Linked DNA regions of Mus musculus: region 2 is linked to region 1. A link is a contact called in public promoter capture Hi-C data. All regions are on one chromosome and are shown on one strand. Each heading gives the region's core, a stretch centred on a gene start, on an enhancer-like site or on the middle of the called end of the contact. The rest is flanking DNA. Distances are from core to core; before and after follow the strand shown.

The links. Promoter capture Hi-C pulls out the DNA fragments that hold promoters and counts their contacts.
Region 2: a contact with region 1 is called in a promoter capture Hi-C map of hippocampal neurons, with 4 times the contacts expected there. The contact joins the promoter of Trim52 here to the promoter of 4930518C04Rik in region 1. A contact is called at or near these places in 3 of 39 promoter capture datasets (hippocampal neurons, pre-B cells and stem cell-derived epiblast-like cells).

What each region holds. Positions count from the first base shown.
Region 1 is chr14:103,895,286-103,901,225 of GRCm38.p6, forward strand. It overlaps 4930518C04Rik (a long non-coding RNA gene), which reads left to right and starts at 3,482. Exons shown (of 2, transcript XR_383716.3): 1 at 3,482-4,073; 2 at 4,196-5,359.
Region 2 is chr14:106,101,369-106,107,504 of GRCm38.p6, forward strand. It overlaps Trim52 (tripartite motif-containing 52), which reads left to right and starts at 4,830. Exons shown (of 1, transcript NM_198601.3): 1 at 4,830-6,136. The coding sequence starts at 5,542.

The DNA.
Region 1 (5,940 bases), core at 2,232-4,731:
GGACCACCTGCCACCATGCCTTAATTGCCATTATGGACCTTATGCCTCAAACCAGGAGCCAGGGTACAGCTGTGCATGCTTCTTGTCATGTGTTTGGTCACAGATCATAAAAGTAACTCATGCTGAAGTGCATCGCCAACACTCTTGATAGCGGCCTATGAATGAGACATGGCCCCGTGGCAGCTCAGCAGAGTGACTCAGGCCGCGCTCCCAGGAATTCCTTAGACTGTTTAGTTTTGTGGAACTGAACTGGCGCTGGCCCTGTGTTTTCCAAAACACTTGATGGACTTGGCGAAGCATCTCTTCCCACTCTCAGTCCACCCATTTAGTTTCTATTACCATGTGAGCTCCTCTCACTCTAACTATAGACATAATTAACAGTGAAATAAGTGTCTATAGACATAATTAACAGTGTCTAATAAATGAAATTGAATTGGTCTTGAACTAGGCTTCACAGTAGCTAATTTGACTAATTCGAAGAAGAATTTTTCAAAAGAGCCAAACTCAAAAAGCCATAGAATGATAATTTTAAATTAAAATTGTGGAAGAAATGGCTCATGAGTGTCTGTTTGGATGTTCTTTTTCCATGTTGCCTTCTAAAAATAAATCTTGGAACTTCTTTAACACAAATGGTCTTTCAACATAGATAAGCAGAGTTCTAGCCAAGGTTGTTTCAACAGTAGAATTATAGTTCATACTCTCATATTTATGCTTTCTTTAGAGACCATGTAGCCAAAATTGTGACATTTGTGCAGTTTTCTATCAACTGTATTGGAAAAGAATTATGTAACCTCAATAGTTTGAATTCCCAAATTGCCAGCAAAAATTTTTTAAATAATATAGCTTATTTAAGACATAGGAAATCCTTTAAGTAGTGCATGCACTAAAAAGTGCAGTTCAACAACCCTAGTTTGTGTTTTAAAGACTTCCCTCGCCAACAACATTTTACAAGGGTTTTAATAACTGGAAATTATCTTTGGTGATGTTTGTCCATCTGTATTAACTTGGAAGAGGAAAAATTAACTTAAAATTTTAATTAGTCTTTATGTGTCTATTTGAACACTGAGTCCAGGTACCTGTGGAGCCTAGACAAGAGTTTTGGATCCCCTAAACCTCTTGGTATAGGTAATGGTGAGCCATCCATCATGGGTGATGGGACCCTCACTTAGGGGTCTTCTACAAGGTCAACATATGTTCTTATCTACTGAGCCATCTCTAGCTCTTTAACATTTTTTAATAAAACTACTTTTAGGGGTCTTTTAATATAATTTTGGAACCAAGTATAATAAAAAAAACCCATTTACAATAATGACAACAGAAATGTGGAGGTATTACAAGTTGATTATCTCAGCTTGTCCTTTGTCTTTCCATGTTTTCTATAATCTAGTTCCTCTACCTCTGCTATAGCTGGGAAAGCTAAGTAACTCCACATAGCGAGTAGGAGGGAAGAGAGACCCTGCAGCAAAGGCTAACCATCATTAGCATGACACAATCAGCACTTTTCTAGTTAAACCTTGAATTCTCAAACCTTGAGTTCTTTAAACCTTGAGTTGGCCTTATTTTTTTAATGAATTAATTTACATCCCAAATGTTGCCCCTTCCTTGTCTCCCTCACAGTCCCTTCCTCATAACCCTTCTTCTTTGAAAGGGAGAGGTGTCTCCTGGGTATTCCCCCACCTGGCAGGCACATCAAGTCTCTGCGGGGTTAGGCGCATCCTCTCCAACTATGAAGTTGGATTTATAATCCAGAATACAAGCTCAAGAGAATAGGCCAGCTATTGCTCTGTACTAAATTACTGCCTACAATCAACTTCCAATAGACTACTTGCCACAGAAAACAAATATATATATATATATATATATATATATATATATATATATAAAACAAATAAAAAGCATTTCTCATTAAATCAACACAAATCTAATTCTCTATTGTTCAAAACTTACTTCATTTCTGGCAGGTGTATCTGAAAAGTGCAACTGACCCAGGAAGAGAACACTCACAACATAATGCTTAATATTCTTCAATGCACATTGTAAATTCTTTTCTAGAAGGCTAGCTTTTAGTATGACTGGCTGATTGGCCCTGTTTTGCTGTTCCTCCTTGCTGTGATGTTTGCCTCTGTGGAGCTATGTAGATGTTCATCTGAGTTTGCAGCCTGAGCCAGGTCATCTGGGTGAGCTGCCTCTGCCTGCAGGCCCCACTTTTCTCAGGACACCACCCTGATGGCCCTTTTCTACCTCACCTGACATTCGTTTCTCCTTAGGATTCTCATCCAATGCATTTTAGTTAAATATGAAACAAAAAAGACAGTCATGAACATGACTCAAGTTCATCCCTAAGTTCATGAAGAGTTGTATCTAAACAAGAAATTGCCTTTTATGTAAAATGACAATCTCCTTCTCTCTCCTTCCTTCTTATCCCCACCTCTTCAGTGTGCGTGTGCGTGTGCGTGTGCGTGTGCGTGTGTGTGTGTGTGTGTGTGTGTGTGTGTTTTGGTGATTGAAACATTGGACCTCATAGATTCTAGGCAAGGGCTCTACCACTGAGCTACACTCTCAGACGCTCTTTTGGTTTTTAAATGTTATTATTAGCTCATAAAGCAGAAGCCTATGTATGACAAGCCTGGTATATTAAGCAACATTAAGAATATCTATCCTCTTGGTCTGGTTGTATAACTCAGTGAGTTAAGATACTTGCCACTGGGTCAGATCCTGATCTGACTTCAGTTCTCAGGCCCCATTGAAAGGTTAGAACTGACTCTGGCAAGTAGTCCTGTGGTCTATAGACAGTGCACGGGCAGGCATGCTTGTGAGAGTGCATGTGTGTGCGCATGCGCACACACACACACACACATCACACACACCACACAGACACACATCACATACACACACCACATAACACACACACACACACACACACACACACACACACACACACACACACACCCCACAGTTCATTAGTTAGGAAATATAACTTGTTTTATGAAAGAATTATTTTTCTTCTTGAGTTTTATATTTTCTCTGGATTTTGAACATTTTGGTATTGAGTAATTATAACAGCTCATGTTAACTGCAGATTTACTTCATAAAATATTTCAAATTTATGTCATACTTGGTATTAAGAATAATGTTATATCATATATAGTATTTCCTCCTATCTATGGCTGAGAACAAAGTGTTGAAAGATTCATTTATTAACTCTTGTTTTTATTCAGTAGATATGCCTTGAACTTTTATGCCATTCTGAGCTCCCGGGAAAAAGAAAGTTACAGGAGATAAACGTTTTCCGGCCTCATATAATTTATGTTGAATGGCAGAGTTAGCAATAAGTAAAAAACTGTTTTACTAATTTTAAGAAAGGAAATATACATGCATGTTTTGCATTAAGGAGGGCTGAGAGTGTTATGTGGGGCGTCACTGGAAAGTCAGGTGACCCTCGAATCTTCTGTGCTCTGAGCTAATGCACGGGCCGCACTGCATACTTTTCATTAACAAGAAGTTGCCCAATAGATGAAACCACACTCATTTCCCCTAAGCCTCACACCCCTCCTGCGCCTGGATGCAGTGTCAGGGTAACAGGCTGCTGCTTCCCACCAGACTCTCACACCACAGAGATGCCTTCAGCTACTTAAATCCTTCACACTGAGAAGAGAAAGGACTCTCGCTGGCCCCTCAAGTGTGAAAGTTTGATTCAGCCCGCGCTGCTAAAATCTCTATCAGTTATAACGTAAATGCAATTTAATGAGATTTCCTGCATCACTACTTCATTTTGTAAAAGATTAAGCACCTTTCACATGAGAAGAATATTTTGACGATATTTGCTGGAGACGAAGAGAAGGAAAGTGACTTGTGTGGGCATGTCTATGGTGAAGCTGTAAAGTCGGAGACTAACCAGGGTTGCCGCTTGCAAAGGCCATTTGTTCTTTCTCCTCAGAGCAGTAAAAGCAGCTGAGAAAATGGGAGTCCGGCATTTCTAGAGGGTTGTCATAGCGACAGGAGTTTGGTACAATACTGTCTATTTACTCGTCCCGACTCTTGGTTACCTCCCTCGTGACCCCGTGGAGCCTGAGGTAATGCATTCTGCACGGTAGCTGGGGTCTGAGGAGGTTCTAAGAACTTGCGGACAATTATGCATTGTGTTTCATTATTCATCACAGTGGGGTAACGTGAATCCCTCTGATGTCCACTGCAGGCTGATCTGAGGCCCCTGTTCACAAGGGAAGTCATGAGGAACGTGTATGCTGTTTTCAAAGCCTTCCCTACCTCCACCATTCTCCTTCGACTCGACAGGAATAATGTGTTTATGATGAGAAACGACTGTCCTGCTTTCTAGAGCTTGACTCTGTTCCAGACCATTGCTTTTTGTACACAAAGTGCCTCCCGCTATCAGAGAGTGGAGATATTTGCTCTGGACTACTTTATCATCTTCAAACCGTCACTGGCAGAAATGTGTGTGTGAGGTCAGCGCATTCATTCCACCAGCACCAGAAGCTAGCGCGTATCTGCGGCTGTAAATAAACAAGGGGCACGATGTTAGAAAAAAAAATGTTGGGGTTCTGACCTGCGCAAAGTCGACTGGAATGTTTCCCTAGTATTTATCCTCTGCTTTTCCAAGCTTTGTATAAACATGAATTTCCAGAATTTTTTAAGAACTGACGCTGATGAAAAAAATTCAGTCTTCTAATGAGTTTGTAAAACACATCAGATTTAATTGTTGAATACTATAAAAACAACAACAACAACAATAACAACAACAATGTGAACAGAAAGAAAAGGTGCATGTGCGTATTGAAGCAGCTTCAAAAAGAACTTTTCATTTTTTTTGTTATTTTTCATCATCAATACTAGAACAAAGACATATTTTATATGCATATTTAAAGAGTTGAAGTAGACGCTTACACTGCAAGAAGCTTAAATTCCAGACTTACTCAAAAGATGAGGAGTGTTGGATGTAAGATATGAATACCAAAGATTCTGGAACAGTCCAAGGCCCTGCTGACATTTTCTTGGTAAAGGAGGAAGATTGACAGTGAGCATAGCTCAGTTGTGAGTGTGTGACACTCAGTCACACAGGATCAGCTGAGCAGATACATCAGGGAGGTGACAAGACTTGTAGGATTGTCACCACATTTTAGGCATCCATTACATATCTTGGATATTAACTCTTTCTTAGATATGAGGATTGCAAATAGCTTCTCCCTCCCCCTCGAGTTTCTTGCCATTCTGTAGATCATTCTGGTTGCTATGCAAAAAGTATTTTTGCTGCTGTTATTTTTTATGATACAACCCACTTACCTATTTTGTTGCTTCCATTACCCATTCTTATGATATTTTATTAAAGAGACCATCACCAAGACCACTGTGAAGGTTTTTTTTTTTTTTTGTATATTTTTCTTTTAGGAGCTTTGTAGGTTCAGATCCTACAGTCTAATCTTACATCCATTTTGAGTTCATATTGAAAGAGATGGGTACAGCTTCATTCTTTTTAGTAACAACACCCAGTTTTCCCAGTATCCATTATTGAAGAGACTCCCCACCCCCACCCCATCCCCACCCCCACCCCATCCCCACCCCCACCCCATCCCCACCCCCTGTGTATTTTGGTGTCCTGAGGGAGACTCACTAGCCTCAGGTGTGAGGCATTATTTGCTAAGCTCTGCATTCTGCTCTGTTTCTGTGGGACTTTGTGTCAGGAAACACTGCTGTGACCACATAGCTTCATCAGATCGGGCACAGAGTAGCATAATACCTCTACTATTGCTTCATTCATGATTGTGTTGCCTGTCTGTGATCTTCTGTGGCCTCATGAGAATTTTAATATTGCTTTCCTATTTATGTAAAGTGTATCCTTGCGATTTGGACAGGGACTGCTGTGAATCTGTAGATTGCTTTGGGTTTTAACACTAACAGTAACAGTAATTCTTATGGTTTTTGAAC
Region 2 (6,136 bases), core at 3,580-6,079, 2.2 Mb after region 1:
TTGTCAACTTGACACAAATGAGAGTCACCTGTAAGAAAGAACCTTGACTGAGGAATTGCCTCCTTTAGATGGGCTGGTTGGTATATCATGGGACATTTTCAAATAATACTAATTTAAATAATTGTTGTAGGAGGGCTCAGCCCTCTGTGAGTGGTGTCATTCCAAGGGAGGTAGGTCTTGGGTTTATAAAGGAAGTAGCTAGGCAAGGCCCAGGAAGCAAGCCAGTAAATGCCATTTCTCCCTGGTCTTTTCTTTAGTTTCTGCCTACAGGTTCCTCCTTAGATTCCTTTCTTGGTTTCCCTTAATGCTGTGCTCTACCCTAATAAACCTTTTCCACTTTGGAGAATAGAGCAGTGTTTTATCTCAGCAACTGAGAAGCAAATCAGAGGACCTGGCTAATTTTTAAGTGAAGATTGCTTTAAGCTTGTTCCAAATCAGAATATTACCCATAAGAAAGAAAAAGACGACATGCTTATATGATTTCTTGGCCCTTTGTCCACTTTCCCCTCCCATATGTCTAATATCTCAACCATGTACCTCGGGTGATCTTGAATTTTCTGTTTCCCTGCTTTTCTGGGGCTGAGTTCATAGGCATGCACCACCAGGCTTGGTGTCCTGATAAGCTTGTTTCATAATATTGCTGTTAAATAAAATCATATAGTAGCAAGTAGAATAAGGACAAAGATTTCCTTTCTAATACATCTGCAGTATGTGTTTCGGGGTCCAGATGTGGTTCTGTACCCTCCATTTCATCCTTCTCAGTGTGTCCAGATGTCACTGTAAACCGGGCGAGAAGGATGGAGAATGGAACAGGTAGAGTTCCGTAGGATCCCCTTTGGGTTGGGAGTTGTACTGGCTGGTTTTGTGTGTCAACTTGACACAGCTGGATTTATCACAGAGAAAGGAGCTTCAGTTGAGGAAATGCCTCCATGAGATACAACTGTAAGGCATTTTCTCAATTAGTGATCATGGGGGAAAGGCCCCTTGTGGGTGGGACCATCTCTGGGCTGGTAGTCTTGGGTTATATGAGAGCAGGCTGAGCAAGCCAGAGGAAGCAAGCCAGTAAGTAACATCCCTCCATGGCCTCTGCATCAGCTCCTGCTTTCTGACCTGCTTGAGTTTCAGTCCTGACTTCCTTTGGTGATGAACAGCAGTATGGAAGTGTAAGCCAAGTAAACCCTTTCCTCTCCAGTTTGCTTCTTGGTCATGATGTTTGTGCAGGAATAGAAACCCTGACTAAGACGGAGTCAATAGATAATGAGGGTGGGGAGGGGAAAGAAGGCCTTCTCTGAGGATCTTAGTGTTACTGCTCTTTCAGATGTGGGCCTTGTCTAATGATCTTCAATGAAACAGCTCTCTAACATGATCTTAGCTTGTGTACATACCTTTATTAGGGGTGGGTGTGTACACATACATTTTATTCTGAGTGAACCAGGGCTATATATATGAACCTTGGAGAGTGGGAACAGGTTTTTCTTGGGGTGAATTTTCATTGGCTGAGGCTTAAGATATTGGGGATACCTCATTTGCATGAAGAAGTCGAGCCTGTAATTTCACCAGGAGTTGTGTGTTATTCTCCAAGTAGAATATGGGCTGGTTTTCCCAGATCAGGCTAAGAAAAGGAAGCCCCATTAAGAAAAGGCAGTCCTCCATTTTGTACTGAGCTCAGGAAAGCTGTCCAGACATGGTAGAATACAACCTCATTATCGAGGTGAAACAATATCTACAAAGGTGTTTTTTATTATTTATTTATTTATTTATTACTATGATTGCTTAAATATTTCTTACAAAGATAATCTAAAGTTGTTATATTCCTATTTTCCAACGGTTAAAATTTGAGTTAGAATCTCTCATTCTCTCTGTGCATATGCTGTATTTGCTTTATTTTGTATTTAACTCTCAGTAAGTCACCCTTAAATTGTCTGCTGAAGTGCATATGTCTTCAGTATCTCAACTTTTGGACATACCTGTTAATTCCGTGTTTTTGAAGCCATCCCTCCAAAAGAGGTGTTCTTCTTACCTGATCCAAACTTACTACTCAGCGGGGCCATTTGCAGGTCATCTATTGCTCTGCGATTTCCCTAATTCATCATCCCAGGAATTAAAATGTCATTTCATGCCGTCAATTTGTCTATGTGTGAGTTTTACACTTTTTTCCCCTCACCCTTATTGTGGTACTGTGTCTTCTATTAACTTTTGAGTAACAGTTTCATGGGAGATCAAGTTGATAGCTAGTTTTTAAGCCAGCAAATGCCTTTACTCCCACAGGGCATTTCCAATTTGGTTATGATTAAGTATGGGATGGGAACAATATTCATTCATAATTTTGAAATTATTTATTTTATTTGGTACCTAGTACCACTGCTCCACAGTTCCATTATGATATTTTCTCTTTGGAAGTTTTCTCTTTATGTCATAAGCTTTAAAGCAATAAGCCTTGAAGTAGGCCTCTCCTGCACCTCCCTGTGCTGAGCATTTTTGAATTTTTCTTTCTTAATTTCAATTTTGGAATATTTTGTTGAATTATTTCTGCAATTTTTTATTTTACAATTCTTCTGTCTTCTCCTCTTGTACTGGTTATCCATTTTTAAAAAATATTTAATTTTTCTTATCTTTTAATTGGGTATGTATCACTGTCTAATTGTTATTTTCATTTTTCTATTCCATGTCTATTTTCATTGTCTGTATTTCTTTTTTCTTTTTTAAAAAAATTTTTTTTATTAGGTATTTTCCTCACTTACATTTTCAATGCTATCCCAAAGGTCTTACTTTTAAAAAATTTATTGTAATATTTAATATTCAATTTAAAATATTTCAAATATTTAATTTAATATTTAAATTTCAAATGATGTGTATATGTGGGTTTTTTTTTGTGGGCATGTGCACATGAGTACAAATGACTGTGGAGGTCAGAAGAGGTTGTTGTTCATCCTTAAGAACTAGAGTCACAGGTGGCTTTGAGCTGTTTGATGTGTTTTCTGGGAACTGCTCAAGTTCTCTGTGGGAGCAGCCTGTGATTTTAACTGTCAGGCCCTCTAACTTCTATGTCCTTTTTAATAAGTTCATTTTATTTGGTAAAATCAGTATCTGTGGGCTAGAAGTTAAACGTAATCACACATACTTGATTTTTTTCCCCCAATGTCATTATTTTATCCAAAATTGTTTCTTTTCTTTAAAAAAAATTTCTGCTTTGTGTTAGAAACTTGTTTCAAATACCTAGAGAGTTTTGACTATCAATAAGTATGTGAAAATTAGTCATTAACTATCTAACTTGTGGGGTAGAAGCTGCTTCCTACTTAGTTCCTCCACTGTTTGGTAAGTGAACTGCTGACCATGTTTGGTATTATTTTTCCACCCAGATCTTTTTCTTTAATTTAGATTCTCTAGAGTAAAATTAAATCCATTTCCTTCCAGGAGGGTCTGTCACTGTCATTAGAGTTAGGGGGGGAAAAAAAAAGGATGGAGAGTTCTCATGTTTCAATGTGCATCTGGTAAGAGAATTCTGTGTGTCCTGTGTTTTCTATACTTTTCTCAGATTCAGCCTCTATAGTAGGTAAACCTCAGTTTTCTACTCAGGAAGGGCCAAGCTGTGCTGTAATTATGTATCTATTTCTTGTAGAAGTTCAACTCTTTTGTTATGGATAGCTCAGGCTGTCAGTGGGTGTTTTAGAATCTTGTATTTTCTTTATGGTTGCTTTTATTATTTTAAAAATATTTTTTATTGTTATTTACCTTTCTTTAGCCTCTGTTATTTAGCCTATAAGTTAGTGTGGCTGTTATCTTTCTTGGGGTAATACTTGCTGTGATTTAATTAAAAACCTGGATAGTTATATAAATAAGATATTAGGAAGAAACAAGAGTGTACTTCATTTGTAAACTATAAACAATTTACATCCTTTCGAATATCTAGGTTTTCATATTAATAAAATGTGATTATTTGAAAATGTTGACTTCAGTATGGAAATAACAATGCTGAGTGTTTTGCAAAATTGATAAAAACAAAACAACGTGTCCGTCCCCCCCCCCCCCCCAAGAAACCAAAACCCACAAACAGATTACATTTCTGAAAGTGTTAAAAGTAACTTCTTTGTGACCGGTAATCTATTTCTATTGTCATGCACTCAATATGCCTCTTAAAAGTCATGTAGGAATTTGCAATTTTCTCGGCAGACCAGTTCCACACTTATTAATCATTTTAACTTTTTATGATGCAGGTAGTGCCAAAATATCTCCTCACTGCAGCTGCATATTCCCAGTCTGGAACATTCTTTCCAGCACGACTTAATTATATTTATCAGTGTTGTAACAACCATTTTTATTTGGGAGAAGATAACAGACACTTCTTAGAGTGGAGTACTAATATGAAATTTTGCCGGGAAATGGTATTTAGCTGTGAGGAGAAGCAGTTGACGATGACGATGACTGCGTTGATAATGATAATGAGGATGAAGACCACCATCGAGCTTTCGAAACACGCGTTTTTAGGACTTATTTTTTTAGGACTCTGGGCCCACCCGTCTGTTTTTTACTTAATTTTTGTGTTCATCTGGCTATCTATTGATTTAGAGATGCGTTTTGTGGCCGAGAAGAGTTTCAAAGTTACTCTGCGGCTGAGTGTGTCTGGAATTCCTGACCTTTCACCTCTGACCTGGCACGCTCTCCACCACTCTAGCTTTCCCTAGGCCCCTCGCATGAATACCATTAAGACGGAGGTCCTCCAAGGGGCCAGAGCGTCACTCCCCCCCTTCGCCCCCGCCCCCAGGCAATGGGGGCGGGGTGGCAGGAAGAACCTATGTTAGAGCGCCTTGACGTCACTTCCAGGTGCCTTTTATAGCGGAGCTGCCGGGCATGTGAGGCAGAGGTGGGCCGAGGCTGCTGGCTGCTGCCTTGTGCGGGGCTTCCCCGAGGCTCCAGTCAGCTGCGTGCTTCTGTGCCAGCGCCTTCTGGCTTCGGAGCGACGGCTGCCGTGCCGTGAGTTGGTCTTCCTCAGGGAAGCCAGGGAAGCCCAGGCCAGGGCGGTGGCAGCAGGTTGTAGTCGTCTACAAAACCTGTTGGAGTCGCTCCTGTCACCCGTTAGCCGGGCAGCGAAGAGGCCTTAGCCCTCAGCGCCCGTCGGGTGGGCAGTGCGGCCTACCGCATTTGGGACCCCCCTTGCTTGGGTAGGGAGGCCTTGAGTCCTTAGCGCCCATCGGCTTGGCAGCAAGGCCTACGGCCCCCTCAGCAGGGCAGCGAAGAGGCCTTAGTCCTCAGCGCCCGTTGGCTAGGCAGTGAGGCCTACTGCGTTTGCGCCCAACGACAGGGCAGCAAGGAGGTCTTAGTCCTCAGCGCCCCTTGGCTTGGCTGCGAGGCCTACCGCCTTTGCGTCCTTGCCTGGGCAGGGAGATTTGGGGCCTTTGGTCCCCTTGGCAGGGAAGGGAGTCCTCTCACCTTTGTGCTCTTGGGTGGTAGAGGCTAGACCTTCCACTTGTGGTTTCGTGCTTTGTGCTTCTTGGCAGGGCAGCGAGGGCCTCTCAGTTTCTGAGGACCTTTTGTGCTCTTAAGATGGCCACCTCTACACGGCCTCCCAGCCCTATGCAGTCACTTCGGGAAGAAGCAGTGTGTGCCATCTGTCTGGATTATTTTAAGGACCCCGTGTCCATTGGCTGTGGGCACAACTTCTGCCGAGGGTGTGTGACCCAGCTGTGGGGCAAGGAAGATGAGCAGGACCGGGAACAGCCTGCTGTGCAGGAGCGCGTCATCCGGGAGGTTTTGTTTCCTAGGTACACCGAGCAGGAGCAGCACAGAGCACATGCAGGACAGTGGGTCGGTCATAGCCATAGACAGCATCAGGGCAATGCAAACTCTGAGTGGGATGACGAGGAAGAAGACAGGAACAGTTTACAAGGATTGGTTCATGACCTGAGAATTAGGGTTTTTCCAGAAGAGAGAGATGAACCCCCCCACAATGGCCACCAGTACCATCGGTTTGGTCGCTACCGCCATCGCCACCGCCACCCTCCAATCTTCCACCGTGGTCCCCCACATCCGCCTGTGCGTCGGCAGCTCTATCCAGACGCCCGGGTTCCTTCTCCACATGCCCAGGTTCCTCCTCCACATGCCCAGGTTCCTTCTCTACCTCGGCCCACACCACAGGTCT